Linked DNA regions of Zea mays: region 1 is linked to region 2. A link is a contact called in public Hi-C data. All regions are on one chromosome and are shown on one strand. The core of a region is the stretch at or near the end of the contact, and the rest is flanking DNA. Distances in the headings are between cores, read along the strand shown. Region 1 holds the start of LOC100285814. Region 2 holds the start of LOC100285376 (RING-H2 finger protein).

Region 1 (5,014 bases), core at 1,622-4,121, 490 kb before region 2:
TTATATCGAGAAAACATGTGTGGTGTAAGTAATAGGAGACTCTCATTCACAATCAGTAGGTACGATCAATAGGTACAAGGCCATCATTTCTGGCCAAAAACGAGCAAAGCGTGAATTTTCTTTAATATCGAAGGCTAACACGTATGAATTTTAGACCGGTAAATAGTCTCCACCAAAAACCAAATAACGTGGTTTATGTCATGCAAATATGTGTGGCGTAAGTAATAGGTGACTCACATATGATCAATGGGCATATGACCAATATTTTTTGGAAGAGAACAACCAAAGCATGAGTTTTCACTAATATCGAAGGCTAACACATAAGAATTTTTGATTGATAAAAGGTGTCTACCAAAAACTAAATAATGTAGTTTATGACAAGGAAACATGTGTATTGTATGTAATAGGAGACTCTCACTCAAGATCAATAGGCATGTGGCCATCATTTCTCGCCGAAAACGGATGAAGTGTGAGTTTTATCAAAGGCTAACACTTATGAATTTTTGAAAGATAAATGGTATCCGCCAAAAAAGAAAGCGTGAGTTTTTGTAATATCGTAGGCTAACATTTATAGATTTTGATCGATAAATGGTCTCTACCAAAAACAAAATAATGTGGTTTATATCATGTAAACATATGTGAGGTAAGTAATAGGTCACTCACTATCAATGGGCATATGCCAGCATTTTTGGCTGAAAACAGCCAAAGCCTGAGTTTTTGTTAATATCGAAAACTAACACATATGAATTTTTTAACGATAAATGGTCTCCACCAAAAACCAAATAATGTGGTTTATGTCATGAAAGCCTGAGTAATTAATAGAAAACGCTCACTCACGATTAATGGACGTATGACCAACATTTTTAGCAAAAAAGAGCCAAAGTCTGAGTTTTCGTTAATATCGAAGAAAAAAAAGCTTGAGGAAAATTAAAAGAACAAAAAATAAAGATGCATCCCCATTTCAGCACATATACTTACAGAATATAACGGGACAAAATCATGGATACGTAGAGTTTCGACCTGAAAAAAGTCTTGAGAAGAAGCGGCTACTTGGACAGTTAACCAAATGTCACTAGTCATTTGTTCAGACAGGCCAACCGTTAACCAAATGAACACCAGGGGCCACTAGTCATTTGTTCAGACAAGCCACCATTTCGTCCAACTTGAGGAAAATAAACATGAACCTCAACGCCCACAAAGCACCAGAAAATGTATGGAAGTTTCCATAGCAAACACAAACTCCGGATCTTTGCATAGCTGCCACCGCAAAGAGCACTGCAAGGAAGTAAACTCTCCATAGCTCGGCTACCACAACAGTGGACTCAAACTATCCCAACCCAACGAGGAACATGATATACATCCATCTACAATATGGAAATTCGGCAAAATATACCAGCCTGAATATATTCCAAGATGAATCAGGGAACACATTCATACTCTGGAAAATGAGCAAACATAAGGTCCCTGAAATTATTCCAAGAAGGAACACCAGGAAAAAACAAATAATTTAATGATACAGAGAATGGGGACTAATCAAATATTTGTGCTACCAACAAGCTTGAGATTACATGAAGCCCCCATAGCATTACAATTGGAAACGGTTGCTTTTCTAGCCTACAAAAATCTAAAGAGCAGCATGACATTGCTCAACACAAGTATACATGAGTAATTTTACGGTAGTTGGGAGTTGGACAAGGTAAGGGCCTGTTTGGATACAGGGGCTAACCACTGGCTAGCTAAAAATTAACCCTAGTTAGCTCTAGTTCATCCAAACAGGAGGGCTAATAGATGGGCTAATTTTTTAGACAACTCTTCAGTTGGCTGTTAGTGATATCCAACCTTGGCTAGTTTAAGCTGATTTTTAGTCCAACTAGTAACTACTATTGACTCATCCAAACATGCCATAAGAGTACCAGCACTAATGATTAATAATCACGACAAGCATGACATGTACCATAACCATCACACAGCCTCACTCTTAATTACGAGCAGCCATCTCTCTGTAATCAGAAATGGAATCACTTGTTACGGAACGGGAGGCACATCAGATGATCATCAGGTCATCGAGTTATTGGGTGGCAACAACAGAGCATGGGTAACAACAGGGCACTCTCAGTAATAATAATAGTTTACTAAAAACCCGCAAAGGCTGCATGGAAGCGAAACCATGATAAGGAAGCAAATTCGTTACTGCGGCTGGACGTAGTAGTAGCCCATGGGATCGGCGGCGGGCAGGCCGGCGGCGGGGTGCGGGATCCCGGCTGCTCCCATGGCGGCGGAGTCGGCGTCCTTGGCCTCGTCCCGCGGCACGATGTCGACGAGGAAGTCGAAGACCTCGGTGCGCGCGACGGCGGCGGCGATGTCGGACTTCTGCAGCGTGCGGCGCTTGTTCTCCTCGGCGTGTGCCCAGCCGCGGTGGGTGAGCTCGAGGATGAACATCTCGCAGGCGCGGGAGAAGACGACGGGCGCCTCGGCGGCGATCATGCGCACGTCCTCGTCGGCCTTCATGATCTTCTTGATGCGGGCGAGCGGCAGGTTGTGGTTCTTGAAGTCGGTGGTGGCCTCGATCTCGCGGTATTGCTCCGCCCAGAATAGCTGCTGCTGGTGCGCCGCCGCGGCGCCCTGCTGCGAGGAGGGGGGCGCCGGCGGCAGGGGAGGAGGAGGGTAGAGCGCGGCCGCCGGCGCGTGCACGTACGGCCCGGCGGGGTACGCGGCGCCGGGCGGGGGAGGATACGCGATGGGCGCGCCCATCACGGGGGGCGGGGGAGGGGTGGTGGATTTGGGCTCCATTGCCTAGGGTGTTCCGGCGGTCAGGGGAATGAGATAGTGACGGGATTGGGTTTGGGGAGGTGGCTTTGGCTGAACAGAGGTGAAAGGAGAGACCTTTTGCGCCGTGGCTGTGGCTGTGCTGTGTTGGCAACTCGGCATCGGCATCTTCCCCATTAGAAAGTGGCATGTCAGTTGACCGAGAACACTAAAAAATATAAATCCTCATGTTAGGTCCTGTTTCCCTACAGGATTATGCAATCCAGCTTATTAGATTATGGTGCTGTTTGGTTCACGAAATGTAACGTAAAGAGTAATGGTAATGGTTTACACTTGATTACGGGCGGTAACAAGTTTGAATAGTCCGGTATCAAATTTTAGTACGGTATCTGATTACGGTTGGACTAAAATAAACATGATTTAACGTAATCACTTACCCATTACATTACAAATATTTGAACCAAACGGTACCTATATGAAACAACTCTGTTTCCCTCCAGGATTATATAATCCAGCTTATTAGATTATATGAAACATCCTAAATATCTATATTTTCACCATTAATAATATTGATAATCATATGAGGTAGAACAATAGTATTATGAGTAAGTTGTGCTTTCATCGTTAATAACAACGACAGCAGTATGAGTAAGTTGTGTCATCGGTCAAAAGTGAATGCAAACTGATCTTATACCCTGATGGAAATTTCAACTGATAAGAGCAAAAAGGTTGTGTGACTATAGGAACAACCACCTCATCTGTCCCAATCTATGCCACAATCAAAGCAAATTTAGATTCGATCTAATAGTCATATCGCATATATGCAAATCATCCAGATCAAAAACACACATGAAGAACTCTAATATCACTTTAGAAAATGGAAAATGGGTACACTACTCACTAGCATATCTAGCGTGTTTAACCAAAATAACATGCGAGTATGTGATGGATCGTTGCCCACTAGACATGTAGCGCAACAGAAGAAGAGCGTGAGAATATAGTGTAAGCAACATAGATCTTCGAGTACCACAAGCGACATGTTCACATGTTGCCGGCAAACATTGTAGCAATAACATCAGCATCTCCACAATATCCACACACACTAATGCTAAAAAGTTTAGAGTACATACAATTATTGTGCAATAGAACAATTGTTATGAGGCCATGCTTTCTTATTTGTAAGGAACACTGCCACTCAAGTTCTTTCCACAAATAACCTGATGCATATTTTCTTCGCATCTTACCTACTTTTATCTTCCTTTCTTTATAAAATATGGTTGAGATTTTCTTTTTAAGAAACGGTTGAAGCTTCATGACTAGTTATGATGGCAGCAAAGCTGACATGTGTTGCTGCCATGTGCATTTGGCCAAACCTTCATAACTTGCACTGTCAAGTAGACAAACATAAAAACATTTTTTTTGTCGAAACAATATTTGTTACAATCGACCTTTCAATTAAATTGCTGCAGTCATGCCGATATTACTGGTTCTATGGTTCTAGGTAGAGATGGCAATGGGGACCCGATTCCCCGCGGGGAATTCCTCCATTAGGGGATGGGGAAGAAACTTCCCCCGCGGGGATATAAATGGGGAAAATTTATCCCCCGACGGGTAAACGGGGATGGGGACGGGGAAGCATTCCTCATTCCCGTTCCCCGCGGGGACCTATTAAACTTGCACGTGGCTATGTTTTTGTGTACTAGTTAACGACAAAAATAAATAATTACCTTGTCAAGAGACACTAATTGTACAAATGTGTTCATTTTGATATATGCCATAATGACTTCTTATATCCGATAATGTGTATAAGTGACAATGTTTAACATTAATAACAAAGTATGTATGTCTTAATTGTAATTTAAACGGGGATGGGGATCCCCGTTGGGGATTTATCCCGCGAGGAACGGAGATGGAGAAGAAATGTTCCCCGAAAACATTCGTGAGGATCCCGGCAGGGAAGTTTTTTCGTCGCGGCGGGGAATTAACCGTTGCCATCGCCTAGTTCTACGGCAAAGCAGTTCAACATAACATTGCATGCATGGGCTTAGTGTGTGGGCTGTGGCCTCTCGATCACGTGTTGTGTGGGCCGACATCCGGCCTGTCACTCACTCTCAGTTGCCAACATTTACAAAGCTCGCTTGAGTATAATGTGCGTGCTACCACCTGTGATTAGGTGATGCATCTGTTAGCCAGATGAGACGACGTCTAGCTAACAGCTATCTCATCATTCATGCGCTCAGCTGCCAGT
Region 2 (5,219 bases), core at 1,273-3,772:
GATACGACACGACACCCGTGTGTCCGGGACGCCGTGTCAGCATGCGCGAGCGGCGCCTCACACGTAGCACGCGCACGCGGCGGTGGCTGGGCGCGCGCCGGTGCCGGCTGCCGCCTGCCGCAGGATCCCGGCAGAGCCAGCGTCCAGCGCACTGGGCAGTGGCTGGTTCGGTGGCTCCCGCCCACGTGAGCCCACGCCGCGACGGTGGGTCACCGCGGCGGTGTGGGCGGGCGCGGGCTCCATGTCGAGGGAGGCGTGCACGGGCACGACGGCACGCGCCCAGGACCCAGACCACCACCAGTTTCAGACTTTCAGTTGGGTTCGATCGGCTGACGGCACCCCCGTCCATCGGCGCCACGTGAGCGATCGGGCCGGTGTGGCCGCGCGAGCGCGATGCCTCTGGCTGGCTGGCTGGTTTGCGAGTTGGTCTGGTGCGGACACTGGCTGGCTGCCAGTTGCTCATTTGCACGTCAGACGTGTGCGTGACGTACTGATGCAGTACGATATTTGGGGCGCGTGACGTATTTTCCGGGACTTTTTTTTTGTTTGTGTGTCACATTGGTTGGACTTGGTCGCCGCCCCCGCGGTGTCTGTGACGCCGACGTGTTGCTCCCGCACCGCACCGCTGGAATGCAAGATACGGCAGCGGGATTCTGGGCTGCTATTACTTTCTTTTTCTAGCGCCACAGTCCACAGCAACAAGCACAGTACGAGACAGAGATGTCCGCCGTGAACTCGACGGAGCAGAGCGCACCACGCCGGTGTCCGCACGCCGACGCGGAGAGCGCGCGGCGGGCACGGTGCATGCATCAGCACAGGAGTCCAGGACAGACAGACAGCGAGGGGGCTGGGCGTGGCCGTGGCCGTGGCCGGGGGCCCGTGCGCGTGGTGACGTGTCCGCGCCCGTCCAAGTGTCGCACGCGCGCGCCGCATGGGCCGGGCCCGGACAACGCGACACCAACCACTCGGTTCTTCCACTCCCGGCCCGCTGCCGGTGGACCGCAGCAAGAGCAACAGAGGTGGTAGCTACGTGCCCAGCTGACATGCATGCACCTAACAATTACCACCTCTGGGCGGGATTATCTTTACTTTATCTCGAGAGGCAAAAACCACTGTGAAAATCCCGCTTGTCAGTACTTGCAAATCATGCCACGCCACAGCACGGTCTCAAAAAACCACAGCCGACCATGTAAATATAGAAATATTAACAACAATAGAATGATAGATATATTAACAATGTAATGTAACCACGCGGTAAACCAGCAAAAACCGCGTAGAGATTTTTCTCCGCGCGGGCGATGGCGACCGGCCGGCGTCTCCTCCTTGCTGACTGGAAACGGAGAACAGGTGGCGTCATCGCGGCGGACGGGACGAGCGGTGGAGGCGCACGTGTCGCGCATCCGGGACCCGGGGTTCGACGTGGCGGCGTGGCGTCGGTGTCAGTCCCTTTCGTGCTCGCCAGTGGTGTCACCGGTGCAAGTAAAGTAGCGCGCACCACCGGCGGCGAGCGTGTGCACGCACGCATCCGAAGGAGAAGCTTCCAAACAGACAGACTCTGCTAGCTACTCAAACGTGGATGGCCATGGCCGGCACCGGGCTGGGTGGTGGAGCTCGGCGAGAAGGAAAACAAAAACAAAATATCAGCAATTTTACATCAGCTTTAATAATGTTTTATTGAAATGGTTCCATTTGCTTTGTTGCAGCGGGCCTTGGTGTCTGGTCTCCTTTAGCCATGCCCTGACGATCTTATCCAGTAGCAGCTGCAGTGAATGCATGTTCTGGACCATTGCTTTCCTCCTCTTCTTCATTTTTTTTCAGCGTTATCGACTTGGCGGCATGCATGTGTGGACCATTTTGATTTTCGATCTGAACTGGTTATAAAGGGAAACAAATTATTTGCTATATTTTAAATGCTTAAAATATAATGTATTTTTAGATATTGTAACTCTAAAATTCATCTTAAAATACAAAATTCTAAGAAAATAAGTGGATTCATAGAAAACAAGTTATGGCTGTCTCTAGCCGCCTTTCACTCTATTTAAACTTCGCTTGTAGAATAGTATGGACTACGAGTTTAAAAATAGTATTTTATATGATCATATGTACAAGCGCAACCTTAGTCCATCTCCGATAACTTACTCATTTATATCTATTATTTACAACTCTATTTTATATAAATAGTGCAATCTATAGCGTAAAATAATATTTTAGACGATCGTATATATATTATTAGTTGTCTATAGCCCTATTATAAATAAAAAAATAAGCGTTGCATCCAGGGGTGGATTTAGAAAGGGCGAAGGAAGAGCCTAAATCCTCGCTTATTTCTATATTACAAGTAGTAGATTTTAAAAAATTATCATAAATATCTCTCAACCTAACTTAAATGTTTTCACTCTAATATTTTAGTGATTATCTCTGTACTTCCACTGTTATTTGTGTTGGATCTGCCTCTGGGCCGCCACCACGCACGCACCGGCACCGCCTATAAATACTTGTGGCAGCCCTCGCCGAGCTGCTCCTTCCACTGCAGGTTCCTAACCCCCACCCACCTCGCCCAAATTGCAACCTTCCCCGAGTGCTCCAGGTCCCGTGGCCGGCCCCCAGATCCTCTCCAATCCCAATCCAAGTATCGAACGGATCCCATCGGTGGCGCTCGAGCGAGCGAGTGCGGCCGGAACCGAGCGAAGATGGGCATCTCGAGCATGCCGGCGCCCGAGGACAGCCTGCTGGGGTTCGTGCTGTACAACACGGCGGCGTCGGTGGCGATCCTGGCGGGGCTGGTGCGCGCCGCGCTGCTGTTCCTGGGCCTGGCGGCGGCGGCGGAGGACGAGGAGCCGCGGCAGCAGGCGGAGGCCGTGACGGTCACGGCCGTGGGGCCCAGCCTCGCGGACCGGTTCCGGAGCAGGTTCCGGCCGTCGCGCTACGGGCGGCGCCGGGGCGGGGACTGCCGCGTGTGCCTGGTGCGGTTCGAGACGGAGTCGGTGGTGCAGCGGCTCCCCTGCGGCCACCTCTTCCACCGCGCATGCCTCGAGACCTGGATCGACTACGACCACGCCACCTGCCCGCTGTGCCGCCACCGCCTCCTGCCCCCCGCCGCTGCCGCCGACGAGGTGCCCCGGATTGCCTGATTAGCGCCCTAGGAATTGAGAGTAGGCGTAGCACTCTGCACCTCGCAGCAGCAGTGTCTCTGTACAGGTTTTTTTTTTCTTTTCCTTTTTGTTCGGGGGAGAGAGAGGACAGAACGGAGATTGAAGGAAGAAAATGGTGGCAACAAAGCTGTTCCCCTTTCGTTTCTCCGAAGCTCTCTGTTGTCTTTATTCATTCCAAAAGTATAATCTACTCGTATGAACCAAGTACTAAAATCCTGCTTGCTTACGCACCAATCTAACAAGAGAAATCTGGAGTTGGTTGCCCTTGCCTCTTCTCTTGATCTGAGCAAGGCCCCCCAAAAAAGGATACTAGTGGTATTTATTGTATTTATATGTAATCAAGTAGGTTGGGCAAAGAGAAGGTAACGAAACGGAGGAATGTTCTAGCGGCGAGGCGAGGCGAGGCGACGGCTGATATTTTGGGCGAGGAGGCGACGGCTGCCGGAGGGAGACGCGGCATCTCACGCTGTTCTCTTCTTTATTATAGATAGATAGAGACGCGACCTTACCAATAATATATTTCAAATCAAATAATAGTATTGATGTTCACGAATAATTAATTTATTCCTAATAAAATAAGGGTAGCTGTAGTGTAGTATTATAACAGATGCTTTAGCAAATACTCCTAGCTAATAGTCTCTCCTAACACATTACACATAATATGAAAACAGAAGACGTGAGAGGAGGAAAAAGCTAACGGCGGCTGTGATTTTTGGTGGAGGAGCTATATTTGTAATTTGTCTAAATCACACACGTGTGTGTGTGTTTTGGAGGACTAGAACACTCGGTCCTTTCCGCTCACCGTTCCGCCGTGGTGTGGCCGGCAAGACCCTCCTATCTCCGCCCGCTCCGATGGTGTTGTTGAACACAAAAAGGATAGTCCGCCGATGGTGTTGTTGAACTCGCACCGGTGGTGCGGACGATCCGCACGCGTACGCGGCATTAGTTAGGTTTCAAGTTTTTGCGAGATTTATAGCTAAACCACAGATTTAATTTGAGATACGAATTATAATGGATTCAGATCTTCCCTCTATATATATACGGAGGACTATGACCAATTGAACATGAATAATCAATTACATCTTGTTTTTAACTTATGCATTAGGAGTAATTGTAGTTTAGCCATAATTTAGCCTTTCTCTACCCATAATTCCCCACCTCCCTTCGGCTCTACATCGATTAGAGGCGTCTAGAATGGTCTGTCGACCCTAAACAAGGCCTAGGACCTCTCTTTCCCGACGGGATCCTTTCCAGGAGTTAGATCTAGGCGCCGCCGGCAAAATTCACCGCCCCTGTGCACGAGCGGACTGTTCGACCAGCCAGCCCGTCAGACAGGAACCATCCCCTGCGGCGGATCATTTGGCCCTGGCCACAGACCATCCGTGCCTCTGCAGAGAGCACCGCCATCGGTTCTCATCGCGGTGATTGGCGCCCGGATCGGCGCCAACAGGTGTCATCGTTGATTTCATCTCGCTGTTGTCTCTCTCATCTTCACCGCCTAGCCTGTCTGTTTCGCCAAAAGAAAAATGTTAGCCTTCGGTATTATAAAAAATGGTCGTTCATGCTATTTTGGACAGAAATGGGGTTGTGTGGCTATTGATTATCGACCAGAGGCTAATACACATGATGTCACATATATTTCCTTACCATAGATCACATTCTTGGATTTTTTTATTGAGACAATTTTTGGTTAAAAATCCGTATGTGTTATCCTTCAGTATTATTGAAAAATGGTTGTTCATGCTATTTTCAACAAAAAATATGAGTTATATAACCATTGATCATCGACTAGAAGCTCATACACCTCACACTTTTTCACTCTCTTTATCTTCTCCGTCTCCGGTGTGTATGTGTGTGGGGGAGGGGGTGTGGAGAAAAAAAAATTCAAATGTTCTATCGTTCTGGTGAGGTCTAGATCACCCCTTTATTTAAGGAGAGAAGAGAGTTTCTGTGTGAAAAGGAGGGGGAAATCGGTGGGCTACCAGAGTAGTGAAGTTGCTGTATCATCTTCCTGGCGGACAGCATACAAGCCGCCGCTGGAAGCCATCCCCTAGCCTATCGCAGGTC

What was found. Hi-C and Micro-C count contacts between places; a contact is called where the count stands out from the background.
Region 1: a contact with region 2 is called in a Hi-C map of tassel, with 2.7 times the contacts expected there. The contact joins the promoter of LOC100285814 here to the promoter of LOC100285376 in region 2. A contact is called at or near these places in 8 of 25 Hi-C or Micro-C datasets (bundle sheath, ear, endosperm and 3 more).

What each region holds. Positions count from the first base shown.
Region 1 is chr1:187,887,735-187,892,748 of Zm-B73-REFERENCE-NAM-5.0, reverse strand. LOC100285814 reads right to left here and starts at 2,871. Exons shown (of 1, transcript NM_001158704.1): 1 at 2,006-2,871. The coding sequence starts at 2,790. The coding sequence ends at 2,188.
Region 2 is chr1:187,393,055-187,398,273 of Zm-B73-REFERENCE-NAM-5.0, reverse strand. LOC100285376 (RING-H2 finger protein) reads left to right here and starts at 2,522. Exons shown (of 1, transcript NM_001158269.2): 1 at 2,522-3,365. The coding sequence starts at 2,691. The coding sequence ends at 3,131.